Regions from separate parts of the Sus scrofa genome. Here regions 2 and 3 are each linked to region 1. Evidence: chromatin contacts called from public HiChIP or PLAC-seq and promoter capture Hi-C data. All regions are on one chromosome and are shown on one strand. The core of a region is the stretch at or near the end of the contact, and the rest is flanking DNA. Distances in the headings are between cores, read along the strand shown.

What was found. Promoter capture Hi-C pulls out the DNA fragments that hold promoters and counts their contacts. HiChIP or PLAC-seq counts read pairs in DNA pulled down with a chosen protein or histone mark.
Region 2: an H3K27ac HiChIP or PLAC-seq map of alveolar macrophages shows a contact between it and region 1. The contact joins the promoter of LOC110256379 here to the promoter of TBCCD1 in region 1. A contact is called at or near these places in 3 of 5 promoter capture datasets (fetal liver, fetal skeletal muscle and liver) and 2 of 2 datasets of contacts at active chromatin or transcription factors (alveolar macrophages and skeletal muscle).
Region 3: a contact with region 1 is called in a promoter capture Hi-C map of liver, with 8 times the contacts expected there. The contact joins the promoter of TRA2B here to the promoter of TBCCD1 in region 1. A contact is called at or near these places in 3 of 5 promoter capture datasets (fetal liver, fetal skeletal muscle and liver), 2 of 47 Hi-C or Micro-C datasets (liver and skeletal muscle) and 2 of 2 datasets of contacts at active chromatin or transcription factors (alveolar macrophages and skeletal muscle).

The regions. Positions count from the first base shown.
Region 1 is chr13:124,385,681-124,389,790 of Sscrofa11.1, reverse strand. It overlaps TBCCD1 (TBCC domain containing 1), which reads left to right and starts at 1,973. Exons shown (of 7, transcript NM_001243469.1): 1 at 1,973-2,031. It also overlaps a transcript of DNAJB11 not described here.
Region 2 is chr13:123,799,865-123,803,920 of Sscrofa11.1, reverse strand. LOC110256379 (nmrA-like family domain-containing protein 1) reads right to left here and starts at 1,281. Exons shown (of 4, transcript XM_021070002.1): 1 at 1,146-1,281. The coding sequence starts at 1,185.
Region 3 is chr13:123,778,340-123,782,199 of Sscrofa11.1, reverse strand. It overlaps TRA2B (transformer 2 beta homolog), which reads left to right and starts at 1,449. Exons shown (of 9, transcript NM_001077221.1): 1 at 1,449-1,484. The coding sequence starts at 1,449.

The DNA of each region.
Region 1 (4,110 bases), core at 724-3,223:
TTACCTTGAAACCATATCCTGAATCTTGAAACCATATCCTGAATCCGTCTGCAAGTCTCCATCTCCACATCTCTGAGCCAAGTGATCTCACATCATCTCCCATGTGGCAAGGGCTTCCTAAGTGGTCTCCCTGCCTTCACTCCTAGTTATCTTAGCTTCTTTTCTCACCGCCTCCCCTTTTTCTGCATGATTTTTAACAAACATGTCAGGTCATGTCATTTCTCTACTTAAAAGCTGTGGATGGCTTTTCATTACACTTAGAGTAAGCTCCCAACTCTTTATGCTAGCTTATAGAAACATTTCTCAATAAACCTGGGGGAAAAAGAACAAAACCCTTATATGATCTGTACCCTCACCTAGTACATACTCCTTACCACCTTTCAGCAAGACACTTTTCCTTTCTCTCTTCTGAATACACCAAGTTCATTCCTATAGGGGCTTTGTTCTAGCTGTTCTCTTGCCTAAAATGCTTTTCCCTCAGATCCTAACATAGGTGACTCCTTTTTAAACTCAGATAACAGCTTAAATTTACCACCTCACAGAAGACTTCTCTGACCAACCAATCAAAATTAACCCCTACCAAGTCCCTATTCTTATATTGCCCTATTTTTTAAAATTATTTTCATCCTGTCCCCATTACTAACACACGCTGGAATGCCAATTTCAGGAGAGCATGAATCTGGACTGTTCTGTTCACAGCTGTCTAGAACAGCAACTTAGAACAGAGCCTGCCACAGAGTATAAACATCCCTTCCACTGTGATCTTCCTGTGCTGGTTTCTTATTCTTCAAGCCTCAGCTCAGATTAGATATCCATCCTTTTTCCCAAATTTCGTAGCACTTACTAATACCTGGAGTTTTTTTTTTCTTTCTACAGTCACACCTGCAGCATATGTTAAGTTCCCGGGCTAGGGGGTCAAAGCAGAGCTGAAGCTGCAGGCCTAGCCACTGCCACAGCCACACCAGATCCCAGCCACATCTGCAACCAAACTCCACAGCTTGCAGCAACACCAGATCCTTAAACCACTGAACGAGGCCAAGGGTCGAACTCCAATCCTCACGGATACTATGTCGGGTTCTTAACCTGCTGAGTCACAATGGGATTATTCCATTTTATTTTCCTAATGTATTATCTATTCTCCCTGTTAAAATATACACTCGAAGAAAGCAAGGACCTTATCTAGTTTGTTCACTACTCTAAATCCTAGTGCCTAGCACTGAGTCAGACACAATACAGAGAGGTAAGAGGTAGACCAGGTTACTGCTTTCAGGAAGATGCCCTCTAGAAGAGAGAGGCCACAAAAAAGAGAAACTAAATTGCATCTTATGGTCTTATTTACCTTTGTACCTTCCACGCCTAGAGGCCATAAACGAACTAAGAAAGCAGGAAATGGCCAGAAATCATAAAATGGAGGTTAGAGGAAGAAGTGATGTTCTTCTGCTGGGTGAAAGCCAAAAAGCTTCTTGAAGGCGGCAACATGGTGGAAAAGCTAATATACAGTTAAGGAGATAACCTTGCGGGCTCTCGCTTCAGAGAGTCTGGGTCTGTATCTTAGCTAGTCTCTGGCAGTGTTACTTTCACCTAAGTCCTAGATTCCTTATCAGTAAAACAAATGTACTTCCCTTAGAGGGCTCTTAGGAATGAGATGAAATAAGTAAAGATGCTTTAATCGGTGCCCCGCCCACAGTAAGCCGTCATTATCATAATCATTACTGATCAAAGCGTGCTGACCTTACCAGCAGCTAAGTGGCTGACCACAGCTCTGTGGAGCAATAGAAAACTACCCTGAGTTGAAAGGCGCGACACCAGAAAGCGATGAGATCTAGCTACAAGTTCCAGCATCCAGCACTCGAGGTCAAGAGTTTCCCAGACCGCGGAAGAAGCACTGGGCCTCTCTAGCAACGTAGTCCTCCGGAGCTCATTGGTGCCTTACGCATGCGCAGTGGGTGAGCAGCCGGCACTGGGCGGGTCTGGCGTTCGAGGCGCGGCCGCTTACGGAGAGGTTCGGCGGAGCGGCCCCTGCCATCGCAGGTAACCGCGCGCAGTTAGGCGCAACGGAGGGCGGGGAGGGCCGGTCCCGTTTCAGGCTTGGGCCGGGGAGGCCAGCTTCGCGTTCTCCGGGTCTTGGGTCCGCTACAGACCCAGTCGGCTGGGGCTTGTCAGTTCTCAAAATCCGATCACCCGGGCGGCCCACCCGGCGTCCGGTCCAGGACCGCGTCCTACCCTGGACAGCGGCCAAAGTGGTGGCCAAGCCACGGGAGGGAGGCTCGGGCCTCACGCCCATCTCCCCGCCTGAGAAACCTGGATCCCAGCGCATCCCAGGGGAGCTTTTGAAGAGGGAAGGAACACCAGTTTAATGTTTACGAATTTAGCCCACTCGAATTTGGTGGTTAGAATAGAGAGTTCTTCTCCAGGACCTGTCCTTTGATTGCACTCTTCAGGGGCGGAGGTCAGTACTTCACAGAGCAGCCTAAGATCTTCCTCACAGAACTTTCATTGTCTGGTATTATTAAGAGCGACGCTAAGCCATTCCCAAGTTCAAAGACAGCTACCATTTATCCTGTCACTCCCATCTTTTGGGTTCATGGTTCCATGACCCTTCACCTGGCCCTTACCTGGCCTTCTATTTAAGGCCACTCATTCTGGTAATTCTCTTCTGTATTCACTCCCGTTTTCTAGATTCTCCCACAACTGAGTTCCTAAAGCACATTTGTATAAGTAACAGTTCTCAAGTCAAACTTGAATTCTAATCCAGGTCTCTGCCAATTCCAGTATGTGACTTTGGGTAAGTTCCTTGACTTTTCTAAGCCTCGGTTTTCTCTTCTGAAAATAGGGAAAATCATATTTATCTGTAGGTAGTTATGAGGATGAAAGGAGGTGAAGAACATAAAACATTTAGAATGCTACCCGGCATATAGCAAGCACTCAATTGACGTCATTTATTTTTTGAACAGGTAATTCCCAAAAGAAACACAATTTTTAGAGTAAATGTAAGACATAATGATAGGAATAAAACATTTTTCATCCATTCATATAAAGGTTTTTTTTTTTTAATGATCTTAATACTGAGGTGTGTGTTTTGAAGATGGTACCTTGATCAAATGATGGAACAATATGATAGCATTTTGGAAAGTAATGGAAATATATGTCACGAGCTTCAGAAGTGTCAGTTACTTCTTTTCATAAATGCACATCTGAAATTTTTCTCCGGAAAGTAATCATAATGCAAAAAATATACAGAAAGTGGTAATTATACCATCATTTATAATAGTGAAAACATTTAACTTTTTAGAGTAGAAAATTTTAACATACACAAAAGTAAAGGTAGTAGTAGGTTCATATACCCTCATGTGTTCATTATTCAGCATCAACAATGGTCAATATTTTGCGTATCGTTTTTGTGAAAAATTTTAAATCTACAAAGTGTCTGAAAATAGATCAATTGAATAAACTGGAATACATTTATTTAGAGTGCTATTAAGCTTTTAAAATTATATAGAACTGTATTACAGAATATATGGTATCATCACAACTGTGAAAATTCAAAAGCTAACATCCAGTCTGTAGGAAAAAAAACATGGATAGGAAATACAGTAAAAATATTAGCTAGTTTCCCTTGGTGTTTGGACTGTGGATGATTTCCCTCCCTTCTTTTTAGGTGTTTTATAAATATTCCATGAAAATTATATGTTGTTGTTAGAACAAACAATGAACAAAAGCAAAATCTAAAAATATTGTACCTGAGTTTCTTGTTGTGGCTTAGCGGACCCAAAAGAGTGTCCATGAAGATTTGGGTTTGATCCCTGGCCTCACTCAGTGGGTTATGGATTTGATGCTGCTGTGGCTGTGGCATAGGCCTGCAGCTGCAGCTCCAAATGACCTCTAGCTAGAAAGAACATCCATATGCCAAAGGTGCGGCTGTAAAAACAAAAATTAAAGAAAAATATTGTGCCTGAATTAAGGATAATAGACTATGCCAGAGCCACAGGAGGTTCACCATTATAAAGATGCTTTAACTTCTCTTGATCTTTTTTTATAGCCTGTGTTTATGTGAGCATTCTGGTCTGCCACCTGGTGCTAGTGCTTCATATTGGGCTCAAATTGTTAGCT
Region 2 (4,056 bases), core at 32-2,531, 590 kb after region 1:
TTTTATTTTATTTTACTGTCTTTTTAGGGCTGTACCGATGGCATATGGAAGTTCCCAGGATAACGGTCGAATTTGAGCTGTAGCCGCCAGCCTACACCACAGCCACAGCAACAAGGAATCCGAGCCGTGTCTGCACAACCTACACCACAGGTCAGGCACCGCCGGATCCCTAACCCACTGAGCGAGGCCAGGGATCCAACCTGCGTCCTCACGGATGCTAGTCAGATTCCTTTCTGCTGAGCCAGGACAAGAACTGGCTTAAAATTTAAAATTGGCTGCAATTTTAAATACCGAGCTCTGGAAAGTGCACATGGAGAGGACACCAGCTGGTGGCAGACAGGAGGGAGAAAGCAGTGTGGGTAACTGGAGGAAGATTACTCTAGGTTGTGGGAGCAACCAATGCTAAGGCCTTAAGGTGGAGTGAGTCTGAGAAACACACAGAATGAGCAAGGGTGAACGGAAGAAGATGAGGTCCACAAGGGTCTCATAGGTGATCCGCTGGGCTTTGCATTTTACCTGGAGTGAGACAGAGGGTTTTGAGCAAAGCTTGCCATGCTATGACAGTTTCAAATAGATCAAAAGGCAGATGTGAGAATTTGACAGAGGAGAAAGACCTGACTAGAATTACATTTTGCCAAGATAGCTCTGGCTGTTGGAGAGCAGAGTGCAAGGGAGGCAGAGTGGAAGCAGCAATGCTGGCTAAAGGCTCTTGGGCAGCTGTCCAAGAGGGAGAAGTCCCTCCCCCAGAGAGTCGCTGGAATACAGGTTAGGCACAAGGCTGTCCCTACATACCCATGGGCTCTCACACTTGCTCATTTTGCTTGTCAGAAAGCGAGCAGAGAAAAGTCTCCAGAGTAGAGCTAATGCTGATGTGCAACTTCTACGAAAAAAGAAAGAAAAAGAAATACAGACAGACAGCTGTCCTTGTTCTGCTGAGATCCTTTTTGACCAATCAAGCCAAATCACCCTGCCCCATTACTACATCAGAAATGATGTATCAAGCAAATGATACTTTTCTCAGTTTTCCTTCAAAGGGCCCTTTGTTCTGTCCCTGCTTGCAAACTCTGAAATGAAAATCAGGAAGACAAGAAAGTAAGCAAAGTGAGCATGCACTTTAAAAGTGAGGAGTTTGGGGGGTTTTTTACCTGTTGCTCCAAACACTGCAATGGTTTTCTTGCTGGCCATGTTACTGAACACAGAATTAGTTCAGAAGCAGGAGTTTCCTCCAAACAGTGAAGCAGATGAAATGCGAAGTTCCACTGACTGTGAGATTTATAAACCACAACTAGCCACCACACCCCTAATTTTCACTTGTAAAACCTTTATCGCTAGATACCTTAGTCACTCTGACACAGCGGTTTTCTAAATGAGGATTCATTTAGTCGCTGTCATGTGTACAGCAAATTTGTATGAAGTACACTAGGCATAGAACTAGAGACCCTGGTTAGAGAGAGAAGCTAGTAAGTAAAAGCAAAGCAGAGAGGAGCATAGAGGGGACATAGGTCCTAGCGGAAAGACAGGAAACTCAGACTGGGGGGGTGTTAGAGAAGGCATTTAGACGAGGTGATGCTGAAGCTGACCAGAAGTCCCCTTGAGTTGTTCAGTCAGGAAGAGTAGAAAGAGAGACCACCCTAGGCAGGAGGAATGGAGGAATCAAGGAACCAAGGAACTTGAACTTTGCCTATTTAAGTTCAAAGACAAGGTAATCATGACACAGGGCTCATGCTGGGTGCAGTAATGCTATATGAATGGCAGGAAATCAGACTGGGAAGGATGGCGGAGTCCAGAACACAATGGCCTGGCAAGTCTGTCAAGGAGCTTGGATTTATCCTGGCGGCCACAGCAGGTGTCATGTGATCCTCTGGCAGCAGAATGGAGGATGCGTTGAAACAAGACAATGCTGGAAGCGGAAACTCTCCTAAGGAGACTTAAGAAATGATACATGTGAGAAATGACAAAACTTGAATGGAGGCAAGCCTTTTTTGGGTGGATTGTGTCCCTCCAAAATTCAAAGGTTGAAGTTTTAACTCCCCATGCCTCAGAATGTGATCTTTCTTGGAGAGAAAGTGTAGGCAGAGGTCATCAAGGTAAAGTGAGATCATTGGCATGTGCCTGGCCCAGTATGACAGGTGTCCTTATAAAAGGGGGAAATTTGAAAACAGAGGTGAGTACAGAGGGAAGAGGATGCGGAGATACAGGGAGACTGCCATGCGAATGCAAAGACGGCCATCTGTAAGGCAAGGAGAGAGGCCTGGAGCAGATCCTTCCCTCATAGCCATCAGAAGGAGCCAACCCTGCCAACATCTGAATCTTGGACTTCCCTTCTCCAGAATCATGAGACAATATGCTTCTGCCTTGTGGTTCTTTGTTGCAGAAGCCCTAGCAGACTATCGAGTCAGTGACAATGGGGGTGAAGTGAAACATATTCAGGAGGTAAACTGAGAAGATCTTCATGGTTGGATGTGGGGAAAGGGAAAATGAAGAGAAAGGACTAAAAATGACTCTGCCCACTGGAGGAGTTGGCAACAGAGGAAATGAACACAGAACTGGGCAAGTTGCGTTGGAGGCTGCAACTGGTTGAGACATTGGGAGGTGAGGAAGTGAGGAAAGCACTGTAGATATCTGCTTTAAGGAGATTGCTGTAAAGGAAGTGAGAGCAAACTGTGGTTACATGAGGAAATAAAGTTTTCTTTCCGTCGGAAAGACTTGAATACACATGAGGATTAAGGGTGGCGTACTACCTCCCTCATACTTTGCTTTATTTTTCTTCATAACATTTATAACATGACATGCTACAGGCGTGTTTCTTTGCCCTTATGTTTATTTCCCCCCCTCCCTAGCAATTGGACTGTGTACTCAACGAGGGCACTGACTTTGTTTTATTCACTTATGTGTGTCTCCAATGCCTGCCACTCTGGCACACAGCAGGTGCACATGAAATATTTGTGAAATGAATGAAGGAATAATTAGTGGAGTTAGGTTACTGGGAAATATGTAGGGCACAGACTCTGCAGCTGATGAAGAGGAGCTGGAAAGAGCACCTACCCCAGGAATACCTGGGTCCCTCTCCTGAAAAGGCATGAAGATGGATCTAAAACAGGAGGCAGATCATGGGTCTTCAGCCTGTCGGCCTTTCCTTTTCCCTCCAGGCTCCTACTTGTATCACCTGCTTCTGCCTAATTATCCTTATAAGAGAGAGCAATTCTCCTGTGTTTCTCTATAGTTTCCACAGGGAAACTGAAGGGTAAGCTCTGGAGTTGTTGAGGTTGAAAGAGCTGGTCATGCACATCTGTCCATTTCTTGAGGGCAAAGGTGCACAGGCTAAGCTGGACACGCTAAATCCAGAAGAATCAGTAAGTGGGGCACTGTATGTTCTCACTTCTAAGATAAAAATGCTAATTGAATAAAGTCAGCAATGTCACAAAAAAGACATATGTAGCCTCTGCTACCCTACACTACATAAAATCCTACCATAGCCGTATGGAGAATTCTCTTTGTCTTTTTTTTTTTTTTTTTGTTGTTGTTGTTGTTGTTGTTGTTGTTGTTGTTGCTATTTCTTGGGCCACTCCCACGGCATATGGAGGTTCCCAGGCTAGGGGTTGAATCGTAGCTGTAGCCACCGGCCTACGCCAGAGGTACAGCAACACAGGATCCGAGCCGCGTCTGCAACCTACACCACAGCTCACGGCAACGCCGGATCGTTAACCCACTGAGCAAGGGCAGGGACCGAACCCGCAACCTCATGGTTCCTAGTCGGATTCGTTAACCACTGCGCCACGACGGGAACTCCGTATGGAGAATTCTCAATACCATTCCAAGTAGACTTGCACAAGAGACAAAGGTTTATTTTCAAGGAAGTTTATCCATAGTATTATTTGTATTGAAAAGAACTAGAGACAATCTAAAATTCTGCCACAAGAGGATGAATTAAATAAATAAAGGCGAAGCCATGAGACAGAGTGGTGTAGCTCCATTAAAAATTACATTTTCTTGAGTTCCCGTCGTGGTGCAGTGGTTAACAAATCCGACTAGGAACCATGAAGTTGTGGGTTCGAT
Region 3 (3,860 bases), core at 200-2,699, 610 kb after region 1:
GGTGATGGAAATGTTTTAATATTGTGATGGTATGGAGTTCCTGTTGTGGCTCAGTGGTTAACGAACCCAACTAGTATCCATGAGGATGCCAGTTTGATCCCCAGCCTTGCTCAGTGGGTTAAGGATCCTGCATTGCTGCGAGTTGTGGTGTAGGTTGCAGACACAGCTCAGATCTGGCTGTGGCTGTCCATAGCCTGGGAACTTCCATATGCTGCGGGTGTGGCCCTTAAAAAAAATACAATAAAATTGTGATGGTTGCAATTCTATAAATATAAAAACCGCTTGAATTGTACATTTTATTTTTTTGGCTGTGCCTGTGGCATGCAGAACTTCCCTGGCCAGGGATTGAACACTCACCACAGCAGCTACCCAAGCTACTGCAGTGACCCCACCAGATCTTTAACCCACTGCCCCACAGAAGAACTCCAATTTGTATACTTTAAATGGGAGTATTGCATGGTATGTGAATTATATCTCAAGAGAACTGTTTTTAAAAATCAAGTGGCCCTTTACAGATATCGAAGTACCTCACCAGCCAAGTACCACACTTTTTTAAGGAGGACAACAGGGACAGAGGGATGGCTGAACGTCCAAGTTTGGACTCTTCCCACTATATCATGCTGTTGAGATTTGGCATAATTAAACTCCTTGTGACACCACTATAGTTATACATTTCTCTAATGTTTGAAATCATAGTTTGCAAATCTGTGTTTAACAGTTCTCCCTAATTACACCACTAACCCCTTTAGGTTAGAGACTGTGCCTGGTTTCAGTGCATCAAGATCTGGTAGAGTACTTGCTACTTAACAGATGCTCAAATGAAGGTTTTTCAGGCAGGAAAGACCCACAACTGAAGTTATATATATAAGAGCAAAGCAAAGCATGGAACCTACCATAGGGCTATCCGCCCTCTCCAATCACAGGAAAACACAAAAATGAGGAATAAAGTGAAAGAAAGGAAATAAAGACGGGCGAAATGTTGGGCATCTCCTCCCTTCCCCACCCTCCACGACGGCTGGAAAGTTCCAGAAGGGAGTCAGGCGTGTCCGATGACGTCACTACGGCCCTTGGAGACCACCACTGAGGACAACTCGCGCTCTCACTTTCCCGCCTCTAAGAAACCCCGAGTTGGGAGTTAGCGCGGTTTGAGGGGCGGGGTTACGTCACGTCCGGTTCGGGACGCGCCACTGCTGTAAAGGGAAAGTCGAGCGCAGAGGGGCGGGGCCAAGAAAGCGCGCCTTCTGGGAGGGGGTGGGGCCGGGTTAAAGAGCGCCGCGTCACGTCCGGAAGACTTAGAGCCCGTGCGGAGGCGGTGCGGAGCGTTTCGGTCCTCAGCGGCTGGGGAACCACTGCGTGGTGTGAGGCTGCGGCGGAGCCTCTAGATAGAAGGCGCGAGAGGGTGGCAGCTTCGCTTGAAGCACGTCGAGCGACGACAGCAGCCAGGAGTCATGAGCGACAGCGGCGAGCAGAACTACGGCGAGCGGGTACGTAGCAGTGGTGAAGGGGGCGGCTGCGTGGTCCCAGCTTCTTGCATCTTTTCCAGGCCCGTCGGCCTCGGGCCGGGTGATGGGGGAGCGATTTCGGTTCCGAAAACTGAGACCAGGAGAGAGGGGAGTCAGGGTTTGAAAAGCCCTCCTAGGTAGTGTCTTAACCGTGAGGGAGACTGCCGGCATGTTTAGGTGGCTTGGTACCCGAAACGGCGGTTTTTTCCGTTATGAGGTGGTGGTGGGGGGGATTAAAAATGGCCGCTGCGTCCCCTCGGTGGTGGGGGAGGGGAGCAGTATCTCGTTTCGCCGTTGGTCTCCTGCGAAGCCTCGCCGCAGCCATCTTGGGCTGGCGGGCCGGGCGCGCTGCCAGAAGCACAAAATGGCGGAGGAGCCGCGCGTCAACGCGGGCCCGACCGGCGGAGGGGCCCACACCTCACAGGGTCGCGGGGGCTTCGGGAGGGAAAGAAGCGACGTTCTGTGGGGTCTTTCGCTCGTTAGGGTAAGACAAGGTCGAATTCTGAGCCCCGAATGTATGAAATTCTAGAGTGTTCTTGGGGCCTCTTTTCAGGTGGGGGAACTAGGAGAAGTCCTGGGCCCGTTAGTTTGAGGAGATTACGCGCGGGCTTTGTGTTCGGCCTAAATGCAGTGTTTTTCTTTGATGTCGAAGAGGGTCTCAAACCCTAGATCGTTGCGGTGTCCAAGTAGACCACAAGGTCGCTGATATTTTCTTGTTTTATAGAGGTCCCCCCCCCCCCACGGGATGGTGGAGAAATTGGCGGGTAACAATTTATGGCGCCGTTGTTTCCTTTGTTTTGAGGCATTCTTGTTATGTGAACTACAGCTTGTTTTGGTGCGCTTTTAAGTTTTCACTTAAAAATGTAGAGTTCCGTGAGGGTTGGATCAAGTGCAGAAATAAGACAGTTCCTGGGCTTAAAAAGCATGATGTAAAGCTTGGTTTTGGGTCCTTGAGTACAAATGTGTAAAGATGTAAGACTTGGCAGAATCTTGCCTACTTGGAGCTTGAGATTTGTTGGAAGGGTAATGAACACCATAGAACTTGATTTTTTTTTTTTTTTTTTTTTTAAACCTTGATGGGATTAGGTTAGATGTTACGTAATTTTCCGGTAAAATCTATTCAAATATCTGGTAAATCTATTCAAAAATCTTCCACAAAGGAATGAGAAAGATTTTAGGTGGTTCATTAGAAGGGTATTGTTGGGGAAAAAAAAAACTTATTTTAGCTCTTAGAATCTTAGTGGATTTACCGTGTAACTTCTGGATTCAAATCTGATTAATTTGGCTTGAACTAATCAGGCCCCATCTTTAGCTATGCAGATGAATTTTGGCTTTATATATTTTTCCCTAAGACGTTTGATTTTTCACTGTCATCAGTGTTTGTCTGATTATTTAAGCTTTTTTGTAGAGAGAAAGCTTGGATCCAGTTCACAAGTTGTTGAAGCTGTGGCTTATGGTTTCTGCCAGTTGGGAATACTATCGAAATTAGGCGTCTGGACTGAAAAGGAAATGCTTTTTTAGTCTTTAGCTATTAAAACAATGGGTATTTTTGTTTTGAGAATACAAAATGACTAGCCTCTAATGACTGATTAGAGGAGCTCTCAGGTGAATAAACCTAAGTTGCTTGTGAAGATGAAAAAATTCCTGAATGGAAAGTTAGTGCATTTTACTTAAGGGAGGGAACCAATTACAGGAATTAGGTCCTTGGTTTGAGACCGCTCGAGAGACATAGTCCTCACGCACTAAACAAGTTTTTGAGTTGGTATGTTCTTTGTTAGGAGAAAAAATTTACGTTCTAGTGTCTCACAATTCTGTTACCTAGAATGGCAACTTACTAAATTCTTATGAAAAGAGTGTTATAAAATAACTTAAAGTTACTGTCAGAAATTGATATTTTGTCTTAAATAAGTTTTGACTTTCTGGAAGAGATTTCTGAACTTTGAAGTTGTGGAACACTTCCATGTTTTGTTTGGCATTTGTTTTGTCTGTAAATTGCTTTCCAGTTGGTGTATTGAAACTTGAAGTGGTCAGAATAGACCTAAAACAAACGGTTGGGACTCCCAAAGAATGCTTGGCAAAACCAAAATCTCAGTGGAACCAATTTAAATACAATGCCATAAAAAATACTAGGTAGAATAGTCAAGTTTGCTTGGCTAAAAACTTCTTTTGAAAGGGCCTTAAAACAGTGGGAATAAAAGTTGCATTCAGGGTAATGATCTTGGACACGACCTGCTGTGAATAGCTTCCCTGGATCTTCAAAAATTACTTTGATTCTACTCTAAGCTTTCAACATTACAAATTGTTAGTGTAAATCACCAGTACTTAAACAGTTTAATCAATTAGTCACCGACAAAACTT